Regions from separate parts of the Mus musculus genome. Here all the other regions are linked to region 3. Evidence: chromatin contacts called from public HiChIP or PLAC-seq data. All regions are on one chromosome and are shown on one strand. Each heading gives the region's core, a stretch centred on a gene start, on an enhancer-like site or on the middle of the called end of the contact. The rest is flanking DNA. Distances are from core to core; before and after follow the strand shown. Region 1 overlaps Etl4 (enhancer trap locus 4). Region 2 overlaps Etl4 (enhancer trap locus 4). Region 3 has its middle 25 kb from the start of Gm24670.

Region 1 (2,700 bases), core at 123-2,622, 880 kb after region 3:
AGGAAGGGGGAGGGGACCCGATTCCCGCCGAATAATCTCAGGTCCAGTAGAAAGGTGCACGTGTGTGGCTCCTCAGGTTCCAGCAGTGGGCGTGGCAGAACGAATGAGCAGGAAGCTCCACCCCTGAGCAAGCAGGTTTCAGGCTGGGGGAGGAGAGACTACATGGTACCCTAGTCTCTGGTCACTTAAGCCTTCCTGAAGACAAGCATGGTTCTAGATCTAAAGAAACCCTACTCACTCACTCACTCACTCACTCACTCACTCACTCACATCTAAAGAAACCCTAGTCACTCACTCACTCACTCACTCACTCACTCAATAAATAACTAAAGTTGAGTTCATATAGCTATAACAGGGTAGGGAGAAGAGTAGGGATGAAGTGGGCATGCTGACACCCACCTACAGTTAAATGTCCCCTCATACCGTTTTAAAAGCCTGTTGCAAGAGTGGGAGGTAGACCTGGGAGGCCTTAGCATGAAGAGTAGGAGGTTAATATGACCAAAATATATTGTATGAATTATGAAATTCTCAAAGAATTAATAAAAATGAAATCAGGGTTCAACCTTCATTATTTTCCTCCCTAAAGTTTTTGGTTATTTAATACATTGTCTGCTGAGCGCGTGTCCCGGAACTTCATGAGCAGGAGGGAGGTCCCCTTCCTCTTTTGAAGGATGCCTGTTTGGTTTGCTGACATAAATGGCAACAGGTGTGTTAACAGGCAAAACACAAGGTAATGGGTCCATGAGCATGAAAGTCTTTCAAAAACACATAACTCAAATATCCCCTTGGTAGGGAAGTGAGAAATGGAGATGTGTTGTGGGTGATTTCAAAAGTTAATAAAGGATATTTTTAGAAAATTGAATGAGCCTCCAAAGAATAGATAGACAATAGTGTGTGAATTAAGTTGGCCAGAAAACCAATTAAAAGTCTGTCTGAGTGTGGTGGGGCCCCTTCGTCTTTGTTTCTATGCTGTGAAGTTAATTGTGACTGATTTAAGAAAATTTCTGGAAGGGAGTAAAGGCCATTGTGTTCATTTTGGAGGAGCCTCAAATATGGGAACTTCAGAGAGAGAGAGAGAGAGAGAGAGAGAGAGAGAGAGAGAGAGAGAGATCCCTGCTGGGGTTGGAAACAGAAGGTCAGAAAAATCTCTGGTCCTGAGGATGTCTGGAAGGCTGCCTTTTGTTCAAAGAACTCAGCATGCTAAAGTGTGGGGGCTCCGAGCTCCAGCCTTAGAAATACATGCTCCTAACCTCCATACTAGATTAGCTGAATGGGAATTCAACCTCAACAAAGCTCTTAGGTGATTATGGTTCACAGGAATCAAACATTTATGTGTACATAGCACAGGGCCTCCTCCTGTGCAGCAAGAACTCTGAATGTCTGCTGGATGACTAATGAATGAATTGCATAGAGGGTGTGGCCCAGAGGAGATCGTTTCCTATACAATCCTTTTCAGTTTTAGAAAACTGTAGCCCCTTCTTTGCCTTTAGTATCCCTGATTTATTAGTTACCCATCACCTTTGATTATCTATTGTCATTTTCATGCAGGTACTTTTGACATGAACAAGTATAGAGAGTAACTGTGTGAATTGTTTCCAGTTATAGATTATGAACGTAACCCCCTGACTGTCTCATCGAAGAGTAAACACTCACGTGTGCCTCATTTGATCATCTTAGCTGTGGTATTTGGAACTAAGTAGCAAAGACGATGTAAAGGTTAAGAGGATGTTCTCTGTCATGGTGTCAAAAGCTGAGTATTCCAGCTCACACATCTTTGCTAATAACCACAGAAGGAGATGGCAGGGTAGCATGCCTGGATTTTCAAAACAGGAGAGGATTTGACAGTGAAGTCTTCTCAGCTGTCTGGGAATGAAACAGGAAGCAGAGAAGCATGAAATGTGAGGAGGTGAGCCTGCCTCAGCCTGGATGATGCTAGAGAAAAGTGCCAGTCACCGTGCTGCATTGTGGGAATTCGCGGGGTCACTTTGCTTGTAAGAGTAATCGGGATAGTGACATTTTGTGTGCACAGGCCAGAGACACAAAGTGTCTGCAAGGCATAGAGTAGTTTTTCACATTATGAAGATCTGAACTGTCTGTGTGAGGCCACGACTTTAGAATGCTTGGCCAGGTGTTTTGGAGATAGAAAATTCTGATATTAATACCATTATATAGGTGTGTGTGTGTGTGTGTGTGTGTGTGTGTGTGTGTAAAAAGCCAAAAGACGAGGCTTATTAATGCATTCATATTGTGACAAGGGACAAAGAAACCTACTGTACCTTCAATAAATTTTTATGTAAACAAAACCATGCTAAATATTGCTGAATTTCCCAAGGATACAGGCAGCACAAAATATGAATGTTTGCAGGGTTTTTTTTTTTTTTTTTTTTTAGAACTTGATATGTTTACTTTTAAGATAAACACATCTCTGCTCATACCAGTGTGCATGTAGGATGCTGTCATCCAAAAATGTTTTGTTTTTTATCTGTTTTTTCTGAGATAGGGTCTTAATATGGAGTGGTGGCTGGTGGGGAACTATATAGCCCAGACTGCCCTCAAACTTAAGAGCCCCCAGGCTCTATCTCTAGGGTGCTAAGACATTGGTGAAAGGGCTGGCGAGATGGCTCAGTGGTTAAGAGCACTGACTGCTCTTCCGAAGGTCTTAAGTTCAAATCCCAGCAGCCACATGGTGGCTCACAGCCA
Region 2 (2,700 bases), core at 19-2,518, 810 kb after region 3:
CTGGCAATGGGTGCCTCCATCTAGTGCTAGCCTACAAAATGACAGATGCTCAGTCTGTGCTCTGAAACAGCCTAGTCAGTTTCTACCTTCATATCTTCTTTCGCTCTTCAAAGCACTGACCTGGCGCTCAAATTATACATTAGTTGTTTGTTGACTGACTCTCTAACCATCAGGTAGATACTCCTATGCAGTCTATCTTGATCAGCACCCCACCACCTCCTATCCCTTTTAGTGTTTGGAGCAGGCCATTATTCAATATTTGTGCAAATGAATAGTTGACTCGGTCAATTAATTTGAATTAATACAACACAGGATGCTTCTCTAGATTACATGGAATGCTCTACCTATTGTATAAAGTCTGTACAAGGGATTGTTTTTATCCTTGACTTCATGTTTTAAGAAACGTATTTATGAATATGAATGTTTGCCTGCATGTATGTCTGTGTAGAGCATGCCTGCCTAGTACCCACAGAGGCCAGAATTGAACAAGGATCCCCTGGAACTGGAGTTATAGAGAATTGTGAGCTGACATTTGAGTGCTGGGAATTGAACTCCTGCTTTGGAGGAGCAGCCAGTGTTCTAAACTAGTGAGCTGTCTCTTCAGCTAACCACTATGAAGAAGTGAAGAGAGCCAGATGGTGGAGGAACCTTTAATACCAGCCCTCAGGAGGCAGGGGCAAGTGGATTGCTGAGACCAGCCTGGTCTACAGAGTTCCAGGACAGACAAGTGTGTGCATACACCACACACACACAGGAGTATGTGGACTACCTAATATATAGTAGGATATATATTTATATATTATATGTTATATATTATATATGTACTTATATATAAATATATATAATCAATAACTTATATGTTGTTGGTTATTTGAGACAAGATTTTGTGCTCTGTTACACAGTAGTCCCAGCTCTTATGGAATTCACTATGTAACCCAGGCTAGCTTTCAACTCCTATAGGAGAGAGCCCCTGGACTCCCTAATCTTGACCATGGGATAAATTCTCAGAAAAGTATAATTCAGTGGTAGAGTACATGTTTAGCATGTGTATGTACAAGACTTTGTGTTTATTTTTCACCCCCCCCCCCAAAATAAAATTAAAAGCAAATAAGATAAAAAATAAAATAAAATAAATATCCCAGGAAGTAACTGCACTACCGCCAGCTCCCAGTAGGTTGTGAAGTGCCCAAATGATGCCAAAGCCCAGATGCCTCTCTGTGTGGTCTGACTCAGCCAGAGTAATCAGAACATGGAGAGTCACAGGCACTACAGTCCAGCAGTTGCTGGTCTGCATAGCTTGCTGTGTGGACGGCTCCTTAGGGATGGCTTGGCTTTCTATAACCCTCTGCCTTTTTGAATTTGCCCTCCCAGATCCCTCTCTACTTTTCTTGTCCAGGATGTAGACACATCACAGCTGGAGTCCCCTGGGTCTCTGAAGAGTAGCTCTTTGGTGATCCTGCCCTCCTCCTGTTCTTCCTCCTTCTCCTCCCTCCCCCTCCTCCCCCCTCCCCCTCAATTGTGCTCCGGGGAGTGTTTAAGGGCTGATTTTCCATTCGAAGCTCTTGTTTGCTCTTTGCCCTGCTGGAAGTGGGCTCCCTGGAAGAGTTTGGGAGGGGCAGGAAGAGGAAACAGGGCTGCCTTTCAGCCTTGCCCAGGCCTTGTCTTTAGGCTACAACTTCTCTACTTTGTTAGACAAGGATTCCCAGAATAGCAAACAGCCAGACACACCCATATTTACATCTTAGCACCAGAGTTCTTTCCAAACAAGAAACAGAACTGCCATTCTGTTTGACAGCTTGAGAGTCCCTGCATGCACTTTTCTTCATACAGATAATGTGAAACTGGCCCACTTGGGTCTGACACCATAACTGTGGAATAGTGGCAAAATGGACCTTTGTCTGTTCCTTCTCTTGTTTATGCATGCCTCTCCTTGGGTTTTATGCTCACCTAAAAGGCTGAATTCTAGCTGGGTGTGGTGGCACACGCCTTTAATCCCAGCACTCGGGAGGCAGAGGCAGGCGGATTTCTGAGTTCGAGGCCTGGTCTACAGAATGAGTTCCAGGACAGCCAAGGCTATACAGAGAAACCCTGTCTGGAAAAAACAAAAAAACAAAAACAAAACAAAACAAAACAAAACAAAAAGGCTGAATTCTCCCCAGGTGACTCAAATGGCCCAAATGTCATTTCTCCTTCAGGTGTGGGGCTGGCAGCTGCCCAGAGCAGAGGAAAGGCCTAATCAACTGTGAAGAGTTTGTGGACAGGACTGGGTTACTGAGGTGCTGGTGCTGGGCTGGGGTGGAGGCAGATGGGACTAATGGAGTGGTGGATGAGCGCAAGCAATAAAGGCGAGCAGACAAAGATGGGCTCTGTGTGCTGGCTGGCCTGTGTCAGTCTCCCTTGTTAACTGCTGGTACCTTTCCATCCCTTTACTGTATGTCACATTCAGTTTTGTTAGACCACTGGAAACATTATTTTAAAATCCACAAGAACATAAACAAAGTAGAAAAACAGCATAAAATTGATGCGACCTTTCCCATGAAAAGCATGAAGGAAGGGTTGAGTTTAAAGTCCGATACATGGGATGACTGAAAGAATAATGAAGACTGTAGATTGACAGTGACATCCAAGACCCTACTTCTAGCGGGTTGCCCAGTTTACTTCAAGGAAGAACATGGGAGACTCCACAGTCCGCAGGTCTGC
Region 3 (2,700 bases), core at 87-2,586:
TCGGAAGCATAGCCAACAGGAGGCTCTCCAACTGTCTCCAGAAAATGGTGTGTTCTTGAGCTTCAGTCAGTAAATTCTCGGTTACTTATACTTTGAAAATTCTGCCTTTTGACATGAAAGGAAATTCAATTTAACATGCATCCATTGAGTATATTTTTGGGAGCTAATTTGCTAACATGCTGTATTTACAATAATGAAAACAACATTTCTAGCTTACGTTGCTCTTAGTGAACACGAACTGTTCAATAGTTATGTGCAATGCAGAGAGAGTGGATCTGTTTAATGCATGCCAAGGTTATATCTCTGTGATCTTATTGCCACCAAGTCACTGGCTATGCTGGGTAAATGCAAGGCTCAGTCAGACCTATTCTAGATCTACCCAGAAATTTGCCATTCTGTAATTTTATTTGCATTCTACACCTCCAGATCCCGCTCATAATCACAAAAGCCTGTCAGGCAGCTGACAGAACAGTGATCCATCTCCAAAATACCTCTGTCCTAGGAAGCCCCGCCCCCAGCTCGGCTTGCGGGCTTCTCGTTGCCAACATTCAAATCTCCTTAAAGCATTCTCATTCTTTGATCTCATTTTTCACCTGTCAAGATCATTTACACAAGTTCCGCTATTCTTAAACTTCTGTGGATTCCAGCAAGATGTAGCTAAAATAAAAAGTAGAAATAGCTCCCACAGGGGTTGCAACCTGGGCAATCTAAACTTATGACTGCAAACTGTACAAAGCGAGTCAGGACTCTGGAGGGCCTGAAGGTGGCAGTAGAGGACAAGCTTGTTCTCTGGTTTTGATGTTGGGAACAGCTGCCATAAGTCAATTGCTCCGGAATACAAGTTCTGTTTGTTGCATTTCCTGTTCTCTAGGTCCCTTTCCGATTCCGCCTTTGATGTTTTCCCTCTCTAATTCTCTCATCATCTAAATTGCTCTTGAGCGTTCTAGGCAGATGCCATTTCTAGTTTGCCTCCCTCCTCCCCCAAGAAATAAAAACCATGCCACCATATGACCTTTCACCTACTTAAACTTTTCTTAAATAAATAGGATCAGCAAACAAATGCATTAAAGTTCACCCTTGGTCAATTTTAAAACGAAATTCACAGAAGTTGATAAGCAAAATTAGCAAAGATGTGATCTTAGGCAATTGACAACAGACTTTTTAGCAAATGGCTATTTTAAAAATATCTTAATAACAGGGGCTTCCCAATCATCTGATTTTTTAAAATTAAGTTTTCTTGGCACACAGCCCATTGGTTTGAATCTTTTTGGACTTTAGTGGCCATCTTGAGTGCCCGGGTGGCTGACTCACGTGTGCCGATATTCTGCAGTATTGAGTAATAGAAAACCGTCAGTGGCTTTCTCCTAAGGGTCATTGCTCACTCATAACATGGTTTTTAGGAGTCAGTTCTGACAAGCGGGTCTTTCTCTGGAATGTTGTTGGTTTAGGGAAGAGGTATCAGAGAAAATGGAACCATGGTGGTAGCTTCTAAAACTCTCATTTGGAGTTAGAAAGATCACTCTGTGGTTAGGAATCCTGGCTGCTCTTCCACAGGACCAAGGTGTCATTCCCAGTATCCACATGATAGTTCACAACCGCTACAACATCAGCTCCAGGGGATCTGACACCCTCTTCTGACATCCTCGGGTACTGTACATGATGCATGATACATGTGGGCAAACACCCATGTACATACACATAAATAATTAAAGAGGAGAACTCATTCTAAGTAGCACATGCCCTTCCAGTCATGGTTCACTGGACAAGCAAGCCTCAGGGACAGTGCCAGGGAAGGAAGAGTTTGCTTCCTGTGGGATTTCTGGGAGGGTTGCGCTTCACTAGAATGGCATGGAAAAGCAAACAAACTAAAAAAGAAATGCGTTACATTGCTCTGCCTATGTGGTTCTTTTGTTTACAATCTGGCAGAATGACTAATTTTCCTCTTCTCTCATCAGTTTGTTGAACCATATGAGTCCTAACCATGAGTCCAGCTTGGGAATTCTGAAGATGAAAAGGATCCTAGAGAGAAAACATCTCTTCATCTCCCCTGTCCTACACACAGCCTCCGGCTCACTAACTACCTTGAAGGTCTCGGGATCAGTCTCACCTGTTGCTGTATCCTTGATTTCACGCACTAGGGTCCAGAGGGGAGACTCAAGCCCTGGTGGCTTCCTGGCAGGTGCTTTCAAAGTCGCTAGTGTTTGAGAGAAGAGCAAGTGAAGTTCCAGTAGGAGTCTCAATGGATCCTGCAGTGCTGGGAGGAGTCCTGAAGTTTTGATGATCCTTCAGATTGGCTGCCAGGGAGGCTGGGTGAGGAGACAGGCAGTTGAAGTGCCAAGCCAATGTTGGGGCTAAGGATAGAAAGGGTTACACCATGAAGCATTAAGCAAGATGGTTCCTACAGCTACAGATGGTCACTGGAGGAGTCAGTTCAGGGCTGTCAGGACTATCAATTTACAGAGTGGTTCTGCAGGGACTGGGTTGGGGATCTGGGCTGAGTACCCCATTATCTACAATGCTTTTCCTAATTCATGTATCCATGCAAGACTCAGGTCACCCAGATATATTCATCTGCACTCAGCTATAGACCATTCCTTTCCTTTCTCAGTCTCATGCTGGTCTCTGGTCATCATTCTCTACCAGTCTTGCTCTTGTCTTGGGTTTTACCTCCAGCAAGTCTTTGACAGCACTGAAGCCTCA

Evidence for each region. HiChIP or PLAC-seq counts read pairs in DNA pulled down with a chosen protein or histone mark.
Region 1: an HNF4G HiChIP or PLAC-seq map of pancreatic cancer cells shows a contact between it and region 3. The contact joins two enhancer-like sites. A contact is called at or near these places in 1 of 484 Hi-C or Micro-C datasets (frontal cortex) and 1 of 115 datasets of contacts at active chromatin or transcription factors (pancreatic cancer cells).
Region 2: a FOXA1 HiChIP or PLAC-seq map of pancreatic cancer cells shows a contact between it and region 3. The contact joins two enhancer-like sites. A contact is called at or near these places in 1 of 484 Hi-C or Micro-C datasets (the N1E-115 cell line) and 1 of 115 datasets of contacts at active chromatin or transcription factors (pancreatic cancer cells).

The regions. Positions count from the first base shown.
Region 1 is chr2:20,596,054-20,598,753 of GRCm38.p6, forward strand. The region is part of intron 3 of Etl4 (enhancer trap locus 4); the gene reads left to right. Among named protein-coding and RNA genes, the nearest start is that of Gm17171, 260 kb to the left of the region's middle. Within about 2 kb of position 1,373, at least 24 of the 459 cell types and tissues checked have an H3K27ac peak or open chromatin away from gene starts, as enhancers often do. A contact at or near this core is called in pancreatic cancer cells, where this site is marked.
Region 2 is chr2:20,524,828-20,527,527 of GRCm38.p6, forward strand. The region is part of intron 2 of Etl4 (enhancer trap locus 4); the gene reads left to right. Among named protein-coding and RNA genes, the nearest start is that of Gm17171, 190 kb to the left of the region's middle. Within about 2 kb of position 1,269, at least 70 of the 459 cell types and tissues checked have an H3K27ac peak or open chromatin away from gene starts, as enhancers often do. A contact at or near this core is called in pancreatic cancer cells, where this site is marked.
Region 3 is chr2:19,715,270-19,717,969 of GRCm38.p6, forward strand. No RefSeq gene overlaps it. Among named protein-coding and RNA genes, the nearest start is that of Gm24670, 25 kb to the left of the region's middle. Within about 2 kb of position 1,337, at least 28 of the 459 cell types and tissues checked have an H3K27ac peak or open chromatin away from gene starts, as enhancers often do. A contact at or near this core is called in pancreatic cancer cells, where this site is marked.